Linked DNA regions of Mus musculus: regions 2, 3 and 4 are each linked to region 1. Evidence: chromatin contacts called from public Hi-C data. All regions are on one chromosome and are shown on one strand. The core of a region is the stretch at or near the end of the contact, and the rest is flanking DNA. Distances in the headings are between cores, read along the strand shown.

The links. Hi-C and Micro-C count contacts between places; a contact is called where the count stands out from the background.
Region 2: a Hi-C map of cortical neurons shows a contact between it and region 1, with 2.9 times the contacts expected there. The contact joins two enhancer-like sites. A contact is called at or near these places in 2 of 484 Hi-C or Micro-C datasets (cortical neurons and nephron progenitors) and 2 of 115 datasets of contacts at active chromatin or transcription factors (embryonic basal ganglia and embryonic hindbrain).
Region 3: a Hi-C map of the Ba/F3 cell line shows a contact between it and region 1, with 2.8 times the contacts expected there. The contact joins the promoter of 4932437C15Rik here to the enhancer-like site in region 1. A contact is called at or near these places in 1 of 15 datasets of contacts at CTCF or cohesin (large pre-B cells), 2 of 484 Hi-C or Micro-C datasets (the Ba/F3 cell line and the HL-1 cell line) and 1 of 115 datasets of contacts at active chromatin or transcription factors (cardiomyocytes).
Region 4: a contact with region 1 is called in a Hi-C map of cerebral cortex, with 2.8 times the contacts expected there. The contact joins two enhancer-like sites. A contact is called at or near these places in 2 of 484 Hi-C or Micro-C datasets (the N1E-115 cell line and cerebral cortex), 10 of 115 datasets of contacts at active chromatin or transcription factors (SST interneurons, astrocytes, differentiating embryonic stem cells and 7 more) and 2 of 9 other capture datasets (embryonic stem cells and pancreatic islet).

The regions. Positions count from the first base shown.
Region 1 is chr7:132,550,068-132,552,855 of GRCm38.p6, forward strand. No RefSeq gene overlaps it. Among named protein-coding and RNA genes, the nearest start is that of Gm35249, 13 kb to the left of the region's middle. Within about 2 kb of position 1,409, at least 239 of the 459 cell types and tissues checked have an H3K27ac peak or open chromatin away from gene starts, as enhancers often do. A contact at or near this core is called in the Ba/F3 cell line, the N1E-115 cell line, SST interneurons and 2 more, where this site is marked.
Region 2 is chr7:132,066,719-132,069,506 of GRCm38.p6, forward strand. The region is part of intron 7 of Cpxm2 (carboxypeptidase X 2 (M14 family)); the gene reads right to left. Among named protein-coding and RNA genes, the nearest start is that of Cpxm2, 87 kb to the right of the region's middle. Within about 2 kb of position 1,458, at least 4 of the 459 cell types and tissues checked have an H3K27ac peak or open chromatin away from gene starts, as enhancers often do. A contact at or near this core is called in cortical neurons, where this site is marked.
Region 3 is chr7:133,000,044-133,002,831 of GRCm38.p6, forward strand. It overlaps 4932437C15Rik (a long non-coding RNA gene), which reads left to right and starts at 1,345. Exons shown (of 2, transcript XR_378552.2): 1 at 1,345-1,687. The region is part of intron 1 of Ctbp2 (C-terminal binding protein 2); the gene reads right to left.
Region 4 is chr7:132,283,159-132,285,946 of GRCm38.p6, forward strand. All of the region lies in intron 1 of Chst15 (carbohydrate sulfotransferase 15), which reads right to left. Among named protein-coding and RNA genes, the nearest start is that of Gm10584, 31 kb to the right of the region's middle. Within about 2 kb of position 1,358, at least 46 of the 459 cell types and tissues checked have an H3K27ac peak or open chromatin away from gene starts, as enhancers often do. A contact at or near this core is called in the N1E-115 cell line, SST interneurons and cerebral cortex, where this site is marked.

The DNA of each region.
Region 1 (2,788 bases), core at 159-2,658:
TATTTTGAGTCTGTGTTGTATTTCCGGGAGCATGGGGCTGGGGAGGGCAACGAGAACTGGACCTAACTTCTACACCTACCCCCATCTCTTAGATACCCACTGAGGCTAAGTTTCCTCCAGAGAGGAAGGCAGAACCTCTCTCCACCTGGAATAGTACCATCACTATGCCAAAAGAACAGTCTCTTGAAGTGAGCTGGGACTCAAACAAGTGAGAGTAAGGGACCATGTCCCCGCCCCACCACACAGCCACACACAGAACCACACAGGGCCACTCGGGCTGGAGACAGGAGTCCTGGGTCACAAGCCTGGGACATAAGAGCTGAATTCCACAGCACAGATGCTGTCAGAGTACCCGCTCCATGGAGGTCAGGCCTCGGCTCCTCTGGTCAGAGCTGACTGCCTTTCACAGCCTGGCTCCTCCTCCAGACTGGCTTTGGGGGCTGCTGCAGAAATGATGTGATCTGATCCTCTTTGAGAGGTAACATACTCTGCCACTCAACCCTCATCAGAAGGAGACCAGGGGGCAGGAGCAGCAGCCCCGAGCAGGACACCTGGGATTAGAACCCAGGCCTCCAGCAGGTTCAACTGAAGCCACGCTCCTCGATGTGTCCTCCGTTCCCTGGAGGAGCCTGCTGCCCCATTTTTTTAAAGGAAGAGATTAAGGCTCCAGAGTTTGCCTGGCATGTCCAAAGCTGATGACCAGTCTCCTCCTGCCTCAGAAGCAACCCTCTCCCATCTCGCTCCTGCCAGGAAGGGAAAGAGCCCCTCCTCAGAACTCCCGCCAGGACTCTTCTCCACGTGCAGGAGTCCATGAGAACTTGAGGAGTGTCCCCTAATGAGAAGTAAAGTCCCTGACACTGACATCAAGGACACAAAAGACTCTGAACAAGCAGACCTCATAAGGCCCCCAGTTTATCAACATTAGATCACATACTTCTATCCAGTCACAGTCTGTTTTGTTCTCACAGGATAAAACCACAGCTTAAAAAAAAAAAAAAAAAAACAAATGCAGAGGTTTACCATTTCTTCCATTCTTCATTTCCTTTAAAGGCTCCTAGGCGTCATAAAATTTCTATTAGATAAATGTGTATGCTTTTCTCTTTGTTAATCATTTTGTTGCAGAGGCCTCAGCCATGACCACAGGGTGGATGAGAAAAGGTATTTCTTTTCTCCTTCAGCGCTCACACACCCAGGGCCTCCCAGTCCTGGCTGTCTAGGTCATCACCATGTAATGGTAGATAGACAGCTGTCGACTGAGCCACATACAGAGGGAGGCCACAGTGAGGTGGCAGAGACAAAGTGCAAGAAAACCAAGTGCAACCAAAGAGCACCTTCCTACCACTCACACCATTAGCCCTAGCCTTCATTTTCCACGCTGCAAGCCCTTTCCATAGGCTTAGGGCGCCCTCTATTCCCTCCTAGAGAATGCACAGGTGATAGTCGCCCCCAGGGAAGTGGCCCGGGCTAGGTTACCAGGTCTTCTGAACGGGGCAAGAGGATGGGCACCGATAAGGTGCACTGGGCGACAAGTGGGTGAACATGATTCACACCCCTTAACCAGTCAAAAGACCGGGGACCCAGAGCACATAAGGGAGAACCCAGACCTGAACAGTCACGGCGCCGCAGAGGGAATTGTTTCTGCATTTTTTTCAACTGTTTTCAAAGTGTGCGTTCAGTCTGCACACTAACAACCAAGTTTTATGAAAGTACAGAAGTCTGCAGCCAAGAAGATTTGCAACCAAGGAACAGCAAAGGACAGCGAGCCCTGGAAGAAAACAGTTTAACACCACCCCTGAAACACCACCCCATCCCCTGCACCCATTGGCTCCTGGTCTCAGTGCTGATTCCCTGGCCTGCGCGCACGCGCGTCGCGGCTGAAACCTGAGCAATGCTTTGCCGGCAGTGCCCCCTGCTGTCCAAATACGTCTTCGGCCTCCTCTACCAGTGCTTAGCTCTAAGTCTGACTCAAGACATCCCTAACTACTCTACAGAACTCGAAGGTCCCTCTCCGCAGAAACGGACCATTTTTCCCCCCGGGAAAACTGACTTCAAAGGAGACTAAGTCATCAAGGGAATCTAAAAACCCAAGATGGGAAGTGGAAATGTCACTGAAGATGGTGGGTGTTTTCTGGCAGGTTCCTCCAAGAAACCTACCAGGGTCTCAGTCTGGCTCCTTTGTGGGTTCATAAGGTGTGTAGGGACCAGCTGGCCGTGGTTCCCATTAACTAAGAGCTCAGACTCATAGGGCATCCGACTCCACTTTAAAAAACAGTGGGCAGCGTGAGCGAAGGAAAGTGGGCCTAATTCGCCTGCTTTCATAAAGAATAGACAAGAGTGAGCTGGCCTGAGGTCAGCCTAGCTCAAAACAAAACTGAAGCTGGCCTCGATATTCATAGTCATCAAGGCACCCGGGCAGGCTCCTTACCACAGCTGTGTGCCCTCATGCTCACAAGTTCTGTCTGGGCCTGTACACTCCAAAAGAACAAACCTGGGGCACACAGACAGGGCTGCCACAGTGTTCTCTAGGAAAAACTTGGGAGTTTATGCACTGTGTGCATACACATCTTGAAGTCAGTTCCATTGTGTTACTATAAAATACAAGGCTTAGAACCCAGGAACCATAAATTAGTAGTTAAGGCAAACCAGATTAGGGGCTGTTATATTAGTAACCCCTCACCTACCACCTGCTAGCCTGGGGGGATCCTACCGTGATCAGCAGGTTTCCAAGTGTGATGTCGCCAGTTTATATGACGAGCTGTCATCTAGGACAAGCTGTCATCTAGGACAA
Region 2 (2,788 bases), core at 208-2,707, 480 kb before region 1:
CCACACCCTACCTTAAATATACCTACCAGCTATATTTTGGTTCAGGTCAACTATCCTCCTCAGAAATGCCTCTCTTATACCCCAATCCCAAAAGTTCCTTTCCTAGGAGTCGTGGCTGAACTTCCTAGCCTTCCTTCCACATAGGGAGGGAACACAGCTCACGTAGGAACTGTCTTCTTTCCCAGCACCCACCTGATACCTTTGCTCCCTCCCTTTTATTCTTGCTGGCCTCCTTGTTTGGACAGAGACAATCAGTCTTCATCCCTCTCTGTCTGCTAAAGTCTGTCAACAATCCAGATGTCAACTGGTCCCCAGTTATGGCCGAAGCTTCTGGCAGCCATGAGCAAGCAACTCATCTGTCCCCATCCCATTTGTCATTAAGCACAGGTATGCTAAATTTCAGATTATAGACTTGTGGTAAGTGACAGGGCCATGGTCCCTATCATTCCAAGTAAAGGAGATGAAAACAAATGTATATTTAAACAAGCAACCAGGGGGTTATAAATACACACACTAGGAATGCCTCCAATGTTCTCTTGGCACAATTCTCTCTGCCTCAAAGTATGGGTGTTTGGATAGATTTCACCTGCTTCTCTGCCTTCCCCACCTCTTGCCCCTTCTCTCTGCCTGGAACATAAGCCATGTAGCTCAGTGCTCTAAAGGCATAAGCTGCATGGGAGTGACCCACACTCTCATCGCTGTCCTCTTACAGCGTGATGAGTGTCTCCACTCTTTTTTTGGTTCCTTCTTATTGCTGCGTCTCATTTTATTGTTGGCTATAAATGTCTCTTTCAGTAGTAGGCTAAGCCAACTATCCTCTCTGAGGTAGAAATATTTCGACAGCCACCTAGAAGACTCCATAGAGGGAGAGGGCTGGCAATTCTGTCTTCTCATCCAGCCCCAAGAACCAGCGATCTACATGCCAATGGCTTCTGGTCTGAGTACTCAACTGGGACTGAGAAATGCTCCCTGGACAGTTTCCAACTCAGTGATTTTGGGCAGTAAGACTTCAGAGGTGACTCAGAGTGGCTGTAATGGTGACCCTGAGCTCTGCCATCTCCTGAGTGGTGGTCATCATAGCCACCTCATATATAAAGCACATACTGCTAGCTCTCCCCAGAGGGCCCCAGGGATGCACGTGGGATAGCAAGGTCTCCGTCGCAGGGACTCTGAGCAGTCAGCTCACTTAGCATACACCTGAAGCTCACTGTGCCAACTAAACTGATACTTGTCTCACTGCTGGGTGTGAAGAGATGCCTTGGGACACCCATCGAGCAAGGCTATGTTAACCCACCAGGGCTCCTGAAGACAGAATGGTGGGCAGAGCCATAAAAATACCCCGAGAAAGTGGAGCAGCAGGCATGAGTCACCAACCTCACGTCCAAGCACATTATCTCTGTTTTTGAAGAGCAAGACAGTAAGAGGAGTTCTTTAGCACATCCCACTTCTATGTCTGTGCTGACAGGTGTCTGGAAGCCGTGCGTATCTCAAGTTAAATGACAGTGGCACAAGCCAGGCATGCTCATTCCATGGAACTGAAGGTCAGCCTGATAACTGATCTCAGAAACACCTCCAGCCTTTGTTCTGGGCAGCTGGCTCTGTCTGTCAGCCCACAAGACCTCCCTCTGAGGGACATTAACTAGTCTTTGGTGAGTCCTTACTTGCCAATGTAATCCTGAGGTTATTTCTGCATATCATCTTTAGTCACATACTTTCCAGCACACTGTTGTAGACCGCTGTCTTCTGAGCATTACCAGCCACCATTGTCTTCAACAGAGCAGCTATGATTACTTGTCAGAGACCCTCAAGTTCCAGCCCATGGACCGTTGACCTCCCCTCATAGGAGGAAGGAGCAGGGCCATTGGACTGTTCTCTGAGAGCCCAGCCATTTCTTCCTGTGCCTCCCTGTCAGGTGAGTGTAATTTTATTCTAACTGCATGTGGCCCTGTCTTGAAGGTACCGGGTTATACAGAAAGCAGAAGGTTAAGTGAAGCTGTTGGAGGACCCTGCCTCCACAGCTATGAAGAAATTGTCATTCATTCTGGGCTGAAGCTTCCTGTTGAAGCAGCTGCTTTAATATCACCTACATTCCTGTAAGTAACCCCTAACTCATAATTTGTACGGAAGCCTAATAAACTCTTTGCTTTAGCAAGTTGGATGTCAGTGAAAACAAACTCTGTCGTTGGTACTTTATCTGAGGGGAACAGACTTTTGTCTACCCAGGAAACACGCAATGCACATAACTGGGTGTGAATGAGGCCCGGGGCTTCTGAGACAATGAACCGAGTTCAGGTGCTGCTGGCCCTTTGGCCTTCTTAGGGGTGTGTTGTAGCCAGCACACACAGGCTGACACAGCTCAGAGTTACTGAGACTCAGGGTCAGTCTGAGAAAACCATACTTGATCACCAATTCCTGCTACCTGGACTCAGATTCCTAACAATGCCAATCATGGGTTCTGAGGCCTGGCTGTAGAGAAGCATGGGACAACTTCTTGAACACTTCCACTAAGATTTCCACTTCACTGTGTCTGAGGTGGCTCACATATAGATATTTTATAAATCTTCCAGGTCACACATGTCATGATGCAACTCACAGACCATGTGAAGCTTAAGAAGAAGAAAGACCAAAGTGTGGATGCTCCCATCCTACTTAGAAGGGGGAACAAAATAATCACAGGATGTAGAGGGAAGAAAGGACCTTGGAAGGAGAGAGGAGGAAGAGGGAAAGGGGGGGGGTGCAGGATCAGGTATGGGAAGAGACAGGAGAGAAGTACAGAGGGCCAGGAAAT
Region 3 (2,788 bases), core at 95-2,594, 450 kb after region 1:
GAGGAAGCTTGCAGGTGTCTTTGTTCTGAAAGAACTTTCCAGAGAACTCCTAGGGCCAGCAGGCAGCCCAAGCCTATCAATCACCCTGTGAAGTGAGATAGCCAGGGCCATTCTGGAAATGGGACAGGGGTGGCCCTCGTTAGTACGCCCTATGATACTCAAGTGCATATTCTCTGGTCCTCTAGGACGCAGCTCGGCCCAGGCCCCTTCCCCTTCAATTGTCTAGACAGCAGACTGGGGACACCCACAGCACAGCACCTGATCGACATGACATCACTGTACCTTTGGGGTCACCTGCCTGTGGGGGAGGGGGTGGGGGAGGGAGGGTTTCCTGACTGTTGTACTTCCCAGCCTCTCCTTGCCTGGAGTCCTCACAGCCTCCTGCTTTGGACCCAGATTTGGGGACACTTCCCTAGGCCAGCTGTTTCCTTGTCAAGGAAGGAGATAAGTATGATGGACTAAACAGGACAGCCTTCAGTTATCCAGATAAAGTCTCATAGCAGCCTAACAGCCACACCATGTACAGGGAGATCTGTGGCCAGGGCTGTTGCCTCTCCCCTTTTGCAGAGGCTCCAAGTTGGGCTGTCTCCTTCCTCCAAGTCTGTTTATCCTCTCAGAGGCTGCCCAACATATGGAAGAACGTGGCTGTCCCTAGGTGAAGTGTCCCCTCAGATCCTATATGGAGCACAGGTTGTTCTAGGAGCCATGTGGCCTTTATGTGACCATTGAGACACTCAAAGCAGGAGCCTTTTGCAAAAGCAAACTCACCTTCAGGCCTCCGCCTCTTTGCTAAGGGGCATTGTCTTGACTAATGATTGATGTGGGGGACCCAGCTCACTGTGGGCAGTATCACCACTTGGACTGGTAGTCCTGGATGAAGGCTTAACCGACCATGGGAGCAAGCCTGTAAGCAGCGCTCTTCTGCTTCAGTTCCTGCCCTGCTTTCGTTCAGCAATGGATTGTGACCTGGCAGTCACAAGCTGGAATAAACCCTCTCCTCCACAAGTGGTGTTTGGTCCACAGCAATAGAAACACGAAGACGACCCTCCTAACTGGACATGCATGGATCCTCTTGTACCTCACAGGCTAGCCACACACTCCTCTGGTACTCTTACCACCAACCACATCATCCCTGTACCATCTCAGGACAGACTAGGGGCCTAGAGCAGAGAGAATGTTTAGAACAAGCTGGGGTTGGAAGGGAATCATGAACCATCACTGACTGAACGGCAGTCAGGTCCTGATGTTGAGGCATTCCTTCTATGCACCCGCCACCTACCTGAGAATCTCTGACCCATAAGTACAGTAAGGTGCCCAAGTGGTCTCAAGTGCTAACATCCTTTTACCCTATATGCCCTCACTGGTCCATGGTTCTTATAACGGACAGCTTAGCCCTATGAAAAAACAAAAGCCCTAAAATGCCCCACCTATCCTTAGTAGGTCAAGGTGAGGTGCTGGAGATGGCTACTGTGCCCAGGTCACAGAGGGGCAAGTGAGGTGGCAGTGATCTCACACAGCTCTACCTGGATTCATCCTGGAGTCAATCAGCCATGGAGCACCATCCGCTCAGCAGATGAGCACTCAGGCTGTGGCACATGAGCCTGAGTGACATCAGCCCTGCCTGCTCTCTACTGAGGGCCAAACTCCAAGACGTGGGTAGAGGGGCTGGCAGCACCAGGACACACAAGTAAGAACCCCCTACACTCACAGTCTGTAAAAAGCTTGGCTTTAAAGGGGCTAACAGGTTGGTTCATTGCACAAAGTCAGAAGTTTAGGCATAGATTTAGGTGTAATTTACCCCACCTCGCCAAGGGGGACAGCACCGGGGACAAGAGCCATCATCCAGTGCATCTGGAGTGGCTGAGAGCCACCAACTAAGATGTCCATCTGCAATATCAGAGCATGTATCTGTTACCCGGGTAACAGACTCCAGGTTGCCTAGTGATCGTTTCCCTTCCTGACTTGGTCTCCTTTTTCTTTGGTGAATCCCATTCTTTGTTCTTTCCCTAGGCTGAGGTGGGTCCGTGGTACATCTTGTTAAGGCTAGAGGTATGAATCCCAGCGGCCAATCTGCTAATAGCAGGGCAAACTAAAGGGGGTGGGGTGGGGTGTGTGTGTGTAGAGACCTATCGGCTGGGAAAGGGTGCTAAACAGGGGTGGCAGGGTAGGTGACAGGAGCCACCTGGCACCAGGTGTGAGGAGAACTGGGAACACGTCATCTGCATATCAGGGAACACAAAATCAAAGGCAGAGGCCCAAACACAGACAGCTACCAGCAGATTTCCCATCTCTTTCAACAATTCTGACAAACTGAACCATTTTTAATATATTAGGTACATCCCACTGTAAACTACATTAGCATGATACGCACGTGGCCCTCAGAGGTGGGGATTAGGTTGACCACTGGCTTGGAGCCATGGCTCATTTCTTCAATACCTAGGGGAATTTGGGGGAAGGAAGCCAAAGGCACGGTGCTTAATGAGGATTCCTTCCAAAATGGAGTTTAGGCTCCCAGGTACAAGACACTGCTCAAGGCCGTCCCACATGTCTAAATTCTAAGACTGGCAAAGACCCGGCAATGCTGCCGCCCTTCTGCCCTTCTCAGCCTTCCCCACTGGGGAGACACCTGACCAGACAAGGTGTTCAATGACTATCCAAAATGGTAATGTGTCCCTCTACATTCCCCAAAGACTTGCTCTGTCCAGCAACAATTAGGCTTGTTACAGGAACTTGGTCAGTGCCCTGCTGCCAACGGCCTACCCAGCATTATATGTGAGGCAGAGAGCTC
Region 4 (2,788 bases), core at 108-2,607, 270 kb before region 1:
TGCTCGGTGTGATTTACAGAGACAGGAAAGGATATGGGCCAGGGGAGGGGGGCTGGATATCTAAAGACTCCAGAGTCTGCACTGGGCACCGATCACAACATTGAAATAGCCATGTGACTGCAGACAAACTGAGACCCTCACCCTCTTCTTCTCCAGGTCAACATGAAAGGCTTTGTGTCTCCAAATTGGCCCAAGATCATCAAGACATCAGGTGTCTGAGAACCAGCTACTCTTCCTCTTGTGTGTTTGTGAGGCTTCCTGCAGGTGCAGCCCCAAACCTTACCTGCCAGGGAAAGGGACGTGCTTTCTGACATCATGGCTCCCATGTGGCTGGAGTGCAAAGTCCTTAAGCGGTGGCATTGTGGCCATTGTCCAACGAGTCCCCTAACACAAGCGGGAAATGAAGGAAAGAAGATGTGCCCAGGGAGTGAGTGCCTGTGTAAGAGAAAGTGTATGTATATATGTGAGAGAGGGAGAGAGAGTGTGTGTAAGAGAGAGGAAGTGTGTGTGTGTGTGTGTGTGTGTGTGTGTGTAAGAAAGAGTGTGTGTATGTGTGTTAGAGAGGGAGAGAGTGTAAGAGTGTGTGTGTGTATGTAACAGAGCATGTGTATATGTGTTAGAGAGGGAGAGAGTGTGTAAGTGTGTGTGTATGTGTGCGTGTGTAACAGAGTGTGTGTATATGTGTTAGAGAGGGAGAGAGTGTGTAAGAGTGTGTAAGAGAGAGACTGTGTGCATGAGAGAGTGATGTGTAGGAGAGATAGAATGAAAATGAGTGGGAGTGAGAGAAGAGAGTGTTTGAGAGAGGATAGAGAGAATGTGTGGGAGGAAATGAGAGAGAGAGAGAGAGAGAGAGAGAGAAAGAGAGAGAGCACCAAAGGGACAGGGTGGCTCTGTCCACCTTTGTATCCCTAGACCCTTCCTGCCCACTGAGACAGACCCTGGAGAGAAGAGGGAAGATCCTGGGTAGCAGGAGATAGCCCACCCAGATGCCCTTCAGGTCCCTCACAGAACAGAACTCACACATTGCCAGTTCACAGAATGCGAATGATGATCTCGCAATGTACAGCAGAGGCCTAGAGTGAATAAATTAAGGGCGGCACAATGGAAAGGGAAGCAGCTGTGCGCTCCCCGCCAGATGGCCTCCCTGATCGGAATACTTTTAAATATTGTTTTATTTTCAAAGATAAGCAAAATAAGAGTCTGATTTAACCCTTGAATGGGGAGAACCTCCTGAGATACTTCAGTGGCATTCCTTTCTGATGGAAAGAGCAGGCAGCCTATCTGACAGTGTCCTCTAGATGGTTTTACAAGGTGAAGCTGGGCATAGCATGCACTTCCCATCCCCAAGCAGACCAGCCCTTACCAGACATGGTGAGAGGCCAGAGAGTGGCCTGTGCATCTGCCTCAGTGTGGCCATGGATGTGATGGTGAGCACCTGGTGCGTGTGTGTGTGTGTGTGTGTGTGTGTGTGTGTGCAGGGATCTGCATGAAAGATCCAAGATACCATGTTTAGAAAGCTTAGAAAGTTTTAACATCATTTTAAAATTAAGATGTAGGCAAGTACATGGCAAAATAAGAAGTCCTGCTAAGTCACTTTCAGTACCATGGAGGAAAGCTGGGTAGGCGCTGGCAGGTCCTGTGGACCCACCAAGGTCCTCTTCTGCTCCTGACCACTCACAGTGCTACAGGTGAGTGTGGCTGCTCTGTAGTACAAAAGGAAGAGAAGCAGAAGCCCGGGACACAGCCTGCTCTGAATCACAGCATAGCAGGAGGCAGAGCTAGACACAGCAGAAGCCCCAGCTGGCCCTCTTTCCATTAAGCACAGTGACAAGTACATCCCTCAGCAACCAGTTTCCAAGAGTGACTGTGGGTGGAGCTTGGGGCACATTGGCTCACACTTTCACAGTCCCATCTGGCTTTGAAGTTCACTTGGAAAGATCAAGTATTCCTCTTGCAACTACAATAGCAGTAAAGAAATAATAAACACTAAGTAACAAAGGAGGGGCAGAGAGAAGCAGGCTGGAACAAAGGTCTGGTAAGTCACACCCTCAGCCACAACCTCCCTCCTTGTCCTCGAATGCCAACCTCCTTGCTCTGCCAGTCTTGGAGATGAGGCAGAGGGACTGTCTGAGGCTAGAGATGGCCAAGATTTAAAAGATTGAATGCAAAGAACAAGGGGAGAGTTACCTAGGCTCCACTTTAACCCTCTATTACTCAAGTATCTTTGAATTAATAACATCCCCCCACTAGCCACAACATGGTGCTCAGCTGTTGTCCTTGTACATCATCATCATCGTCGTCATGACCATCACCATCACCAACCAAATCCCCCGTTGACTGAAAATCATGCACTTGAGAGCCATCCCATGAAGGACACTGTCTCTTGCCTCCTGTCACAATAACGGAAAACCCAAGACAGACCACAGAATTCCCCAGTGGGTGTAGATCTTTATAAACATGTACAAGTCAAAGGCAGAGACCAAGAGGCACATGGGACACTATGGCTCTGGAAGACACTGTTTTGTGAGCATTCACCTATGTGACCGTGGAACAGAGATGCCCTTGATTGGGGCTCCATGTGACTGCAATGGCTGTGAGATGGACAGGTACACTCTGGTACAAAGAGAAATGTGGAGGAAAGAAAAAAAATGAGAATCCCAAACCAAGGAGCATTAATCACAGCCCCACATCTCCCGGAATCCACCTCTTCCTGGCTGTGTGTCTCAGGCCAGCTGCTTTACAATTCTGGGCTTGTTTGCTTCCCATCCGTATAGAGAAAATTGCAGCA